2 separate regions of the Sus scrofa genome follow, and region 2 is linked to region 1. A link is a contact called in public HiChIP or PLAC-seq data. All regions are on one chromosome and are shown on one strand. The core of a region is the stretch at or near the end of the contact, and the rest is flanking DNA. Distances in the headings are between cores, read along the strand shown. Region 1 holds the start of ATG4C (autophagy related 4C cysteine peptidase). Region 2 holds the start of USP1 (ubiquitin carboxyl-terminal hydrolase 1).

What was found. HiChIP or PLAC-seq counts read pairs in DNA pulled down with a chosen protein or histone mark.
Region 2: an H3K27ac HiChIP or PLAC-seq map of alveolar macrophages shows a contact between it and region 1. The contact joins the promoter of USP1 here to the promoter of ATG4C in region 1. A contact is called at or near these places in 3 of 5 promoter capture datasets (fetal liver, fetal skeletal muscle and liver), 11 of 47 Hi-C or Micro-C datasets (alveolar macrophages, embryonic fibroblasts, fetal heart ventricle and 6 more) and 2 of 2 datasets of contacts at active chromatin or transcription factors (alveolar macrophages and skeletal muscle).

Annotation. Positions count from the first base shown.
Region 1 is chr6:149,688,354-149,695,121 of Sscrofa11.1, forward strand. ATG4C (autophagy related 4C cysteine peptidase) reads right to left here and starts at 3,561. Exons shown (of 11, transcript NM_001190284.1): 1 at 3,462-3,561.
Region 2 is chr6:149,983,138-149,989,905 of Sscrofa11.1, forward strand. USP1 (ubiquitin carboxyl-terminal hydrolase 1) reads right to left here and starts at 2,809. Exons shown (of 9, transcript XM_021096553.1): 1 at 2,017-2,809.

The sequences.
Region 1 (6,768 bases), core at 2,311-4,810:
ACAATAGTTGTAACTTGCAGTTTCTTTGTTGGAGTATTTGATTTATGCCTGCCTCCCCTCATAAGTTCTATGAGGGCAGAGACAGTATTTATTCACCACAATATCAATGTGTCCTAGAAGAGTGCCTAGTAAATAAATAAATGCTACATGACTGAATGCATGTCAAAGATTACAAACTTATTTATCAGTAGTCTAAAAAAAAATCAGCAGTTATAAGATTCACCAACCATCATAAGGAGGTTCTCATTTCATCACTTCTAGATCACACATTTTTACATTTTTAACTCTGAAACTGAATACATCTTACAGTTGACAATATTTGTATATTCAGTTGGCAATATTTGTTTACCAGTTCATAAAATAATGGTGCATCTTGGAATAAAATTTTAAAAACCCTCATAATTTGATGAAATAGGTAAATCTGCAACATACCTGGTCAACTCAGTTCAAACCTACTACTCTGGCTTCCCTTCTCCTTTGGCCACCACACAATATTCAATAATTAACAGTGCCTATTAATTCCTTCACCACCTGCAATCAAATTCATCCCTTTCTTTAAACCCCACAATAATAACGCCAGATCTAATTCCTCACTGTTCAGTGTCTGAGCTCTTGCCAAAGCCTCATTCATTTAAACTTTGTTTCGAATCCAACCAACACTGTGCACCTATGCAAAAAGCTGAAGATACAAAGCAATCCAATTACCTGTTACTCTCACTAATCTCTCTCCTACAATTTATAATTTTCTCATTTGATGCCTCAAAATGGAATTACTTTCCTCCCAATTTCTACCTATGAAATTCCCACTCACTACTTTAGTTCTAGATCAAATCTCATCATCTTCATGAAATCTTCCCTCGTTAAATCTCTCTTTTCAACCTTAACTTTCTAAAACACATAAAGTCTATAATACCTTTCTAAAACACATAAAGTGTATAGATATTGGTATATCTATACACTTTCTGCTTCTTTTTTTTTTTTTTAATCTTTTTTTTGTCTTTCTAGGGCCACACCCACAGCATATGGAGGTTTCCAGGCTAGGGGTCCAATAGGAGCTGAAGCCACTGGCCTACGCCACAGCCACAGCCACGCCAGATCCTTAACGCACTGAGCAAGGCCAGGGGTTGAACCCGCAACCTCATGGTTCCTAGTCGGATTCGTTTCCGCTGCACCACGACGGGAACTCCCTACTTGATGCTTCTTGAAGGCAAGATCTATGTGTCATATTCTGAGAGAGTGTAAGCTCTCTAAGAGCAGGAACTTTAATCTCTTTTGTACACTGTTATATTCCCAGCAACTAGAAGAGTATCTGGTACATAATAGCTGCTTAGCAAATATTTATTGAATTAATGTTCTCTATATATTCCAGGCAGAGAACAAATCTTTGCAGCTGCAATAAGTGGTAAGAGTCAAAAGGAAGTGGACTAAATGACTTGAATTCTTTGAGTTTCGGTTTCTTCACCTGCTAAATATAAATAATATTCAATAGCTCACTAAGTTTTATAATGATATAATGCAATAATGCTCTAAAGATCTGTCACAGGAAGTTCCCTTGTGGCACAGCTGGTTAAGGATCCAGCATTGCTGCAGCTGTAGCATAGGCGGCAACTGCAGTGTAGGTTCATTCCCTGGCCCAGGAACTTCGACATGTCAGGCAGGAGGCAAAAACAAAATCAAAAACAAAACACACCTGGTACCGAGCTGAGGACAAGAGGATGCTCTCAATAAATATTTTGATGACATTGTGACAGTAGTGAAATAGTAAGAAGCACTGAATATATGCCTTCTAAATGAATAAAATTTCAGGAAAAATATGAAAAGTTTGAGTAATATCTAGTCTTATCATTTATCCAGTAAGGAACCTCATGAGTGAATTAATTCTGAAATATTATACATTTAGCCCCAATCTTAAGCATGGCTGGAACCATTTCTGACTCATTAGGATAACCCCAATTAGACGGGTATGAGTATTAATATTTGTATTATACTGACACATAGGGATTATATTTGACTTCTAAAGAATAATTTTACTATTAGAATTTCTACAGTGCAACACTTAGAATAGAAGAAAGCTTCAAAGTTATTTAAGTTACATGGTCCCCAGAAAGGCAGGAAGTACAAAAATGTCTGTCTACACATTACTGAATAGTGTACCATGCTGTTTTACCAGATCTATCAAATATATAGAAATAGCTCATCAATAGTCACAAAAAATAAACTTTTTGATATACCTGTATTCTATTTTACAGAAAAAAAGAACATCAGTTAAGTGGTTTTTTAAACTATTTTTACTAAACTATAAAATTCCTTCTATTGGTTATTTTTTAACATTAAACAGTTCCCAAAATTTTACAGTGAAAGAATTGATAATTAATTCAATATAGCATCAGATTACTGGACTAATTAGAAACTCTTCCTCGTTCAGGGAAGACACTTTATTATTTTGCAAATTGGTATATACATAGACTTTACCTTCCAAAGCTTTTTCAATCCCTTTGGGTAATTTCAATGACTCACTAATTACAAATCATAAACAAGGGAGGAAAGGCATTCCCTTGTGTCTATCTATTAACTGATACAAAAATCATTGCACAAACCTCCACTGGGGACATATGCCTGAAGTAGGAAAAAAGAAAAAAAAAATCTCAGTTAAGATACGAAGAGCTGTAGGAGGAGGTATTCTCCACTAACGCAGGGTAGCAGCGAACCCCCTGCGAGAAAATAATCAATACAAAACGAAAATGTAAGCCAAAGAAATCTTAAGAAATATAAACTCAGTAAGTAGAGTCACGCTTAGCTAATCATTGGCGATCACTCTCCCATTCATCAGTTATCCTAAGAACGCAGATGAACCTCCAACCTAAAAAGCCCTTACATGTAGATAGAGGTGGAAGCGCTCAGGCTAAAAACCAAATAAAGTGACTGAACGTTAAGGTCTGGATGGAAAAGCATTTAGATATTCAGGCAAGTGTTATCAGAGTATGAATTAGTAAGAAGGGCCAAAAAAGGGATAAAGGAGTTAGGAATGAGAACACTGAGATCTTGAGCGTCTAATTTGTTTTCTTTCTTTTCTTTTAGATGGAGAGAAATAGGGAAGAAGTTAAATGGATGAGCTTAGGAGACAAGAGATCGTGCCTGAAACAAGAAAGAAAAGCTTCCAAAGAGAGGGCAACAGCTGCCCACAGGAAGGCTTAAGGTTTGTCAGTTCTGGATCTCAGGAAGAGTGAGGAGTCAGAAAACAAATGACACTAGACAGGAGCAGATGAGGGAGGCGCCAAATTCTGAAAGCCTACACGGTCTGCCACAGGGTCTCCAGTGAGTGCAAGGCCCCCCAAGAAACCTGGTCATTCGGGGACCAGAGACACTAAGCCCCAACCTTCTCCTGACTCCGCTAGCCTCAAGTCGACCCCTCACCGAAAACAGAACTGGAGAAGTGTAAACAATGTGTAGGAGCCACCAACCCGGGAAATGTTCCAGCTCTAGCAGCAGCCGCCAGAAGAGCTGCCAGCAAAAACGCAGACACTCCAACCTCTGCGCCGCAGCCACAGGCACCTCGAGCTTCCCGGCCACCGTAGTAAGAGGAACGCCCCACCCCCTCCTTCAAACCCAGCAGGACAGCCACTTCCGGGGCACTCAAGCTTACAGACTGGCGACAGCAATAGCAGGCGTCACCAGGCCCCTGGTTCGTTTACTTTGTCCATCCTTTTTCGCCCCGTTCACTACGTCAGACCATAAATCACCAATATAGCAAGGACAGAACCAAAGTATCCGTCTCTAAGCGGTGCCCGTGATAGACAAACTGCGTTATGCCCACCATGAGTTCCTATTGAACTGGACTTCAACTCCCAGCAGGCCATGCAATACCACGCCCCTCCCGCGCGGGACTACAAGATCCAGCATGCCCTGCGCCTCTTATTCCTCACTCCGCCCCTGACACCCGAAAACTCAAAGTGCGATTGCGGAGAATTTGTTAAATCCGTTGGACTAATGTACTCTTTTCTACCAAGCCCCACTTTGATTAAAAAAAAAAAAAAAACGGTATTCCGTCTTATCCTTTTGTGAAGTTACTCATAAACCAAGCTACAGTTGGAACTGTAGGTAAATTCTTGTAAAACATTAAGGAATATGTATACTTATTTTCCACATTCAGATTATTTTCTAGAATTGAAACCCAGGACAGTCTGCAAAGGCTTCTTACGAAATGGAAATTTCCATCCTTCCTCATAAGCGGTTTTGAGAGAAATACAAATTATTGCAAAGTTTGATCCTGTTTTGTCTTTGCAGTACCACCGGATTGTACTGGAACAAGGCTGCTAGACATGCTTCTGAATTGCATAGGAAATTATAATAAAAACTGGAAGCAAAAAATTAACATTCTGCACTACTGGACTATGGAACCATGTGGGAAAGAAAATCTTTCAGAATGCAAAGTTGAAAAGTTCAAAATTAGATTTGAGGAGTTCCTGTCCTGGCTCAGTGGTTAACGAATCCGACTAGGAAGATGAGGTTGTGGGTTCGGTCCTTGGCCTTGCTCAGTGGGTTAGGGAGCCGGCGTTGCCGTGAGCTGTATGTAGTGTAGGTCATAGATGCGGCTCAGATCCTGCATAGCTGTAGCTCTGGCGTAGGCTGGCGGCTACAGCTCTGATTGGACCCCTAGCCTGGGAATCTCCATAGGCCGCGGGAGTGGCCCTAGAAAATGCAAAAAGACAAAAAAAAAAAAAAAAAAAAAAAAAAAAAAAAAAAACTAGATTTGAAAAGGTTCTGAATTTTTTATGTGTTTAATGGTTTGAATATTATTTTCTATTAATAATTTCTATTATTAGTCTGACAAAAACAGGTAACCACAACTATTTATTTTTGTTATATGATAGGGCAACCAAATAACCAATTACACAAAGCTGTAGCAAATGTAACATTTCTTTTCTTTTTTTTTTTTTTTTTTTTTTTTTTTTGTCTTTTGCCATTTCTAGAGCCGCTCCCGCGGCATATGGAAGTTCCCAGGCTAGGGGTCCAATCGGAGCTGTAGCCTCCAGCCTACGCCAGAGCCACAGTAACGAGGGATCCGAGCCGCGTCTGCAACCTACACCACAGCTCACGGCAACGCCGGATCGTTAACCCACTGAGCAAGGGCAGGGACCGAACCCGCAACCTCATGGGTTCCTAGTCGGATTCGTTGACCACTGCGCCACGACGGGAACTCCAAATGTAACATTTCTTAAAGTGAGCTCACAAAGTAAATCTGCTTGATGAAATAGCCAGTGGTTCCACATTTTAAAATACAGAACTCGTTGTGATTTCTTAGGACAAATAATACGCATTTAACAAGCTGTCTGAATACTTTTTTGTTACTTTCTTAAAGATTTGGATTATAAGAATGAATGTTTTTATATTTAATACTATACAGTAACAGGCCATGAGAAACAATGCTCCATTCTTTAACCTACATGGTAATTATGTAAAATAAAATTGTGTGTATACCACAAACATTGGTTTTCTACGGATTTGCAGCAAAACAAAATTTAATTGGTTAAAAAAAAAAACCGTAAAATACTTTCCATTTTTACAACTTCAGGTAGAAGTCACAGAGGGAAATTATATTCTGTAACCTTGGCAAGGCATCAGCTACAAACTGCTTTCCAACTCCAGTGTGCTAAATTATGCAGCACTAGCAAGTAAATATTTAAAATCTATGATCATGGAAAGCAGTCTGCGGCTTTCCTTACTCAGGCTCCAAACCAATATGACTCTGCGAGAGAAAACATTTTCAGTGGAATTATTCAGTGGTAATAATAAACTATAATTAGGTTATCTGCTATTCATTGGTGTTTGAAGTAAATAAACACATAATCGCATCCACTTATTAGAGATGTTATTAAGGAAGCTTTAAAATATGCTAAATATTTGATACATATATTTCTAAAGCAGTTTTCAGTAACCAATTGTGTAAATGAATGTGGGACAGACTCTGAAGAGTATGTAATTTATGTAACAGATTTTCAGGTTTTTAAAAGATATTCCTACAGCTGCAGTGCTCAGCAATATTCTCTCCTCTGAATTTGTCCTATACTTTCCAACTCAGCCAATTGCCAACCACACAAGAGTCCAAATTGGGCAAGATATTCATTTCGGTTCAATAAATACAAGATAAGTTCTGCTAAAGGCAAAGCACTCTGCCTAGGAACTCGAGTCTGTTTCCAAAGCACAGATAGTTTTGATAATTAAGACAAAAGAAAAGAAAAGAAAAAAATTAAAGCGAAGCGAGAGGATAAGAGAGTCTTATCAGAATGGAAAACAGAAAGTAAAATGTGTGTAACATCAACTTTTCATAATCACTTGTGCATTTGGTTAACTGGCATTCTTTAATAGCTAACATATTTTCTAAAAGGCAAGAAATGCATCTTTTTTTTTTTTTTTTTTGTCTTTTTGTTGTTGTTGTTGTTGCTATTTCTTGGGCCGCTCCCGTGGCATATGGAGGTTCCCAGGCTAGGGGTTGAATCAGAGCTGTAGCCACCGGCCTACGCCAGAGCCACAGCAACGCGGGATCCGAGCCGCGTCTGCAGCCTACACCACAGCTCACGGCAACGCCGGATCGTTAACCCACTGAGCAAGGGCAGGGACCGAACCCGCAACCTCATGGTTCCTAGTCGGATTCGTTAACCACTGCGCCATGACGGGAACTCCAGGAAATGCATCTTAAATATCTGTGTCCCTCTCAGTTCTAAGCACAGTACTTTGTACAGAGTAACTACCTCTCCATAATCATTTGTG
Region 2 (6,768 bases), core at 1,559-4,058, 290 kb after region 1:
CTTTTTTTTTTTTTTTTGTCTTTTTAGGGCTGCACCCGGCATAGGGAGCTTCCCAGGGTACGGGTCAAATTGGAACTACAGCTGCTGGCCTACACCAAAACAGTGTGAAGTGGAGCCTTGTCTTCGACCTAAGGATGAACCTTTGCATCCTTAACCTCTGACGGAGGCCAGGGATGGAACCCACATCCTCATGGATACTAGTCAGGTTCCACAACAGAATTCCTGTCCTTAACTTTCTTACACAACAAAAAAGGCCAGATATTAAAATTCTTATTAGCCTGCTTAGTATATTAATGGTCATATCACAAATTAACCCATTTTAGTAATAGATCTGGAATAAAGTAGTATCATTAAAGCATAAAAACTTTATTATGTATTAGTTTATTCAGAAAACAACAAGCAACTACCATCTCAAGTAGGAGGTGGGAAACAGATGAATGGGAAATTAAAGGAGTGCTTAGAAGCAGCTGAGTTCTCCTTCCAGAGCCTTTTCTACTTATATGAAATAGTCTAAAACCTTGTGTGAAAAACAAGAAACCATATGCAAGATTAGGATAACAGTGTAAAAAAATGCCATAATTTGTGTAAATCAAATTCTTAACGCTCTAGAAACCAAAATATGCTACTGATTTTCCAAACTTAAACTCCAGAATTTTTTAAAATTCTGCTTTAAGTAGGGAAAAAAGGATAGTTTGCATTATGCAAACTTTCTTCCCTGTCTTAAAATAAAACTTTCTGATTAAAAAAATGTATCTGTGGTAGTTATTTTAAACTTCAATCCTGTTTTTTTATTAGGCTATCTAGGGGGAAATTATCTGCCTGGAGTATTACCAGAAAATCACTTAAGAGTCCAAAAGCTCAGCAAGGACTTTACAAATAAATAGGCAGAGTAACAATACGAACTAAATTCCATCCTTATTTAACATTTCACTGGGCTGCCTCGGATCTAGGACCTCATAACACTGAACTCGGCAGTGAAGCCAACTTTTTGAGACACCTCAGGAATAAATGGAAAGCCGACCAATTTCCACAGACCCACTCCAACTCAATTTACTCTCCAGACTACCTAGTGCTACTGAAGAAACGCTATCACGAATGATAAACCAGCCTGCACTAAGGTGTCAGGGATCTCTTAAGCATCAATGATTCCCGCAAAAGGGTTTTCTTGGGAGCCAATCTGATTTCTCTAAAAGACAAAGTAACCCGACTTACATATAAACATAAGAAAAAAATGGCCAGGCAGCTAAAATAACTACCAATCCTAATCAATAAACCAATCCTCCAGGCTCCTTCAAGCAGTGATTTAACATGACCTAGTTAATCTAACATTTGACCAGGTGCCGTGCCTTATGCTGCACCATTTCTTGCTCCCGCCTGTCCTTATCACTGGGGTTTGCTACAACAAAAATGTTTCTCCCGTAATCTAAATCCGGTTTCGCAGAACCCACGATAAATCGAACATTGCATGTTACTGAACAAGTGACAGTGTGAACACTAAGTCCTATTCGTCTTAAGCGGCCTCCTTCACAAGGTGGTACGACTTAATTGCAACTTTCCACGAAAAACGTAACATAAGGAGAACATTCCCAACAAAGGTTTAAGACACGTGGCATTCTAAATACTTGTTAAAAAAAAAAGAAGTAAAAGTTTAAACTGCGCGGTAAAATGCAGCAATCCCGACCCAGGACAACGCGAGCGAAAACATTCCTTGGCGCTACCCCGCACTCTCTAGGAACGGAAAGGAAAGCGAAAAGACGGGATGGGGTCTGTGCCCGTGCCCGTGAGGACGCCACGGGCCCGGCGGGAGGCGTCTTGAAGCAGGACCGCAGCTCCGGGACCCTCGCCCGCGGAGCTGGCCTATTTACGCCCGGCCCGCACCTGCCTTGAGTCCCCGGCGGCGGCAGGAGGGCGCCCCGCCCGCTGCACGGAGCTCGGCGGCGGCGCTGCACCCACGAAGCCGAGGTCCTCCCCGCGGCCCCCTCGGGCGCCGGCCCCACCTCCACAGGCCCTCCTTACCTGGTCATGGCCCAAAGCGAGGTCCGCGGCGGTGACGCCGACAAGTCCAACCAGGCCGAGCGTGGGTGCCACAGGTGAGCCCCTGCCCCGAGCCCGCGGGGGCCCCCCGACCCAAGGAAAAGCTGGTCGGATCGCCCTCCCCGCGGGGGAGTGACCATTCGCTCTGAAGAGCGGGAACCCGGGCTGCCGCTCGGTCCTGCCCGGCGCCCGCACCAACTACATCCCCGGAGCGGCGCCCGCCCGCGCCCGCCCCCGCCCCGGGACGGCAAGGAGCGCCAGAAGCAGCTCCGCTCGCCCGGCGTCCTAACCGCTAGGGTCTTCCTCACTCCACCACCGACGGGAACTTGGCGCGTTTTCCTCAGTCTCAGGACCCCCGTGTTTTAGCCTCCGCCCGCGCCAGCGCTGCGATTGGAAGTGGTGTCCTGCGAAAGTGCCGGTTCTAGTCTCCACGCGGTGGAGACGCGAAAGGCCAGAGCCGCCTCGAGACCGCCACTCGCCCCTTGGCCCGCACGGGCTCCGGAACCAGCTGGAACGGTAGTTGCCTCAAGCTCGTAACGGGTTCTGCAGTTTCAAACAGCGCAGGCAGCGTCACGGGCAGCTCGCGCGGGTCCTCGCTGAGGGCGCGCGCTTAGGAGCGAGAGGCCTGGCTGGCGGGCTCCAGCCTCACACCCTTTTTTTTTTTTTTTTTTTTAACCATTCGTGCGCGAGAGTTGAGGGGAAAGCGTACGGGTCGGGAAACAGGACAGAGAGGTGGGATGGACTCCCTGCTCGGGAAGGAGCCGCCAGGTGCTCAAATCCACCAATCCGTAATGAACAATCCCCCGTGCCGCCTAAGAGGAGCCAATCAAAAGTACCTAGACAAAAGCGAACTGGGTGGGCGGGGAAAGGCAGTCCACCCAATACAAAAAAAAGACAGGAGGGCTTCAGCCAATCATTGTTGGCCATAGAGAGTGTTCTTCAGACGCCGTTCTCCTCCCGCTCTCATTGGCGCTCGAGTGCGCGCTTTCGCTGCCGACTGTTAAATCTTGGTCTGCGTTTTGTGAATCCCAGAAGGTGGGACGCCAGCGAGGGTGCGGTTTCCGGAGAGGGGCCCTCACAATAAGTCCCGCCTCCGTTTCATGCGTACACACTCGGGCGGGGTTACTCGGGAGATTAGTTTCGGAAAATGGCTGACCGCCTCGCTTGCTGCTGTGCGCCCGAATCGCAGCCCCAGCCCCCGGGCCATCCAGTAAAATAATTGCCGCCATGAAAAATAGTAAATTCTCAACCGAACGGTGCAGAGCCGAGGCTCCTTCCTCAGCCCTTCCACGCGTTATTTTCTCCTCTTTACCCTTTCCCCTCCCCACCGACGTCTCTTGTTGTCTCCGGACGACGAGGAGACTAAAGAGCATTCTTAACGCCCGGCTCTGGCTGGGGGAGCTTCGAGGGGTTCTTGCGCGAGGCCTTACTAATGGGCTCAAAACACGGCAAGGCAGGCCTTTCCATAGCTTCTGCTTCCGTCCCTGTTTGTATGCCTACCTCGGAGGCGAGGTGATCTCACAAAGCAAGTGGAAAACAGGATAAGTTCAGTGCAAATTCATTTAACTAAGCCTGTTTTTAGGTGCTTGATGTGCCAGGCACTTTTCCAGGCGCCAGGGATACGGCGCGAATGAACATTAACTGCTCCAAAGGGGCTTTCCCTTCTAGGCAGGGTAAATGCAAAGCTAAAATGAGATAAAATAATATGAGTGATAGGAGAGGAAATAAGGAGGGTGCTGTTCTAGGTACCACAGTCAGACATTTGAGTAGAAAACTAAATGAAGACACAGCCAGCCTTGGCCGAATCTGAGGGAGGAATGGTCCCAGCAAGGAGAAAGGTAAGTTATAAAAGTCTTCAGGCACTTGGCGTTCTGGAAAGAAGGCAGGGAGGCCAAGGAGCTTAGAGCGCAGTGAACTTAAGTGCGGAAGATTGTGGGACGTGAGATCGGCGACACTGGGCAGGGCTCTGGTTAGGTAAGGAGACGGGAATCACTTGACGGTTTGAAGCTGGGGAGTGGCGTGATCGGTTAAGTGACTGCTCGTGGTGGACAGACTGCTGACCTTCAAAACTGCAAGCTGGAAGGTCACCTAGGAGGCTATTTCTGCTGCCCAGGGAAAAAATTATGGGGGCTTGGGATAAGGTAGTAGCAGTGGAAATGTTGAGAACTGATAGAAGCCAATAGGATCTGCTGATGGATAAGAAAAAGACAAAAAAAGAAAAAGGAATTTTTTTTTTTTTTAAACCAAAGCAACTGAATAGAGGTTGGTCCTTGCTAAAATGGAGAATATTGAAGTAATAGTGGGTTTAGTGGGAGGGGGCACTGTTCTTAGTAACACTGAGATGCCTGTTTCGCATGGAAGTAGAGATATTGAGCCAACAGAGTAGGAGCTCGGTAGAGAATTCCTATCAGAAGATATAAAATTGGGAGTCCCCAAATGGTATTTAAATCCACAAGATTTTAAGAAATCACCTAGAATGATTTTTATTCTAAAAAAGTCTGCAGGGCATTGATGACCTCTACTCTTGCCAAGCAGGAATTCTAAACACAGAAAACTTCCCCTTAATCTACCCATTTTAGACCAATATCCATCCCAAATACTCATTTTAAGAGAGACTTACAAGCTCCTGATGACAGGAAATTTAAAAATCAAAATGGAGGAACTGTGGTCCAAGCAACCAAATGGAGCCAGGTGGCCATTGTGGATATGGTTTGTTCCTGCATCATTGAGAAGCTGAATTTTCTGAACTGTATCAAACTCAAGGACAACAAGCCATTTTCAAAACAATATCTGCCAGCAGCTGCCAGTTGCTACCTTAAGGTCGCAAGGCCTCCCCTTGTAATTTTGGAACCTTTTCAGACCGCAGTGAATCCTTGCTTAATAAGCAGCCTTCTTACCAGCACCAATTTTTTTTTTTTTAGGGCGCACCCATGGTATATGAAGTTCCCAGGCTAGGGGTCTAATTGGAGCTGTAGCCACCAGCCTACACCACAGCAACAGCAATGCCAGATCCAAGCCCAAAGCCTGTGACCTACACTAAGGCTCATGCCAACACTGGATCCTTAACCCATTGATCGAGGCCAGGATTCAAACCCTCATCCTCATGGAACTAGTTGGGTTCATTACCGCTGAGCCACAATGGGAACTTCCAATAGTAATTCTTGACACACAGTTTATATAACTTTGCAGTTTTTGTCTATATAAGCCATTTTGTAATCCAGCAGAACACAATTCAAGTGGTTCTTGAATCTGTGTCTCCTGGGCTATAGTCCTCAGATTGGCTCAAATAAAACTCTCTTCTATTCTTTATTGTAGATGTTTATGGATTATTTGCATCAATACTCTTATCACTGATTTTATAAAAAGAGCACTATGACAGACACAGTGATCTCTAAACTGCCTAAAGAGAAAATAATGCTATTATTATTTGGTAAAAGAGGTTCACAACCAGGTTTTGGGGGAGGGGTTATTCTTGTTTTTATTGTTACCATACTTGCAAGGGATTGATAATTCCTATTTGAGAGGAAAAAAAAAAAAAAAAAAAAAAAGCACCCAGCTCATTCTGAGGCCAGAATAATGTTGATAACCCAAACAGAAAAGGACAGAATTAAAAATGCAATTATAGGTCAGCCCCTTTGCCATTGTATACCATGGCCTGGAGTGTCTTCTCTAGCACTAGCAGAATCATTGCTACTTTCATACTCTCTCTATCAGGATAGATACCCAACTGTAGTTCCCTATTCTAATTTTCTTAATTCTAGTTTCCAATCTCATTGAGATCCTTTGTCAGCAGCCGCCACTCTCCCTGTGCAATTTACAATATCAGTCAACATTCAGTTGCAAAGAATAGATCTTTCCCTTGGTATAATAAGGAAGAGCACTGAAAACTTGAGAGTGTTGATTTAATAGATCAAGAGTGGTTTTTCAGGAATGAGTCCCAAAGTCTTCATAGAACCAGGCCACCAAAGGAGCAGTGACTCTTCAATGATCAAGAAATGATGACTTCTAAACTATGCTGGTCCTGCAATGCCTGGGAAACCACAACCCTCAGAAAGCTGCTTGTGTTGCCAACTCCAGAACCACATTGTACCCACTGTGATCTATAACCAGTACAATACATGTCCTAAGTCCTGCCTGTCAAGGCCCACAGAACTAGTGGCCAGACACCGGGACTTCTGCTAATGCTGCTTTAGAAGTACCAAACACCTCCACAACTGTGCTTGTCAGTAGCAACGACAGAAGCCCATCGATGCACATCAGGCTTGGTGTATATCTGGCAATAAAATTCATGCAAAAATTTAAAAGGCTTCTGATCCATTTGCTTTCAGTCTCTGTGGGAGAATTTATAGCCAAGATACAGTTTTCAAGCCCAAAACTATCTTTTATTTCTTTGCTTTGTGTGCTCTGCAGCTGCCTCACTCTTAATGACAGTTAAGTTGGAGGCATCTGAAACAATGGGATTTAATAGGCTGACAGCATTCTTAATCCAATATTTGTCAGCCTTGTATAACTGAGTGGCAGGCACATTTCCTTCCAAGGTTTTTGTTCACAGACACTGTTTCTATGTACTTCAAATGGGAAGTATATTAGAAGTTGTAGGGTTTTAGATCTTTCTTTTTTTTCTTTTTCAGCCCATCAACATCTTTGGGCAACCATTCTACCTACCACAAGCACCCTCAAACTATGCCTCAAAATACTTCTACAAATATAGTTGCAACAAATATGAACTTACAA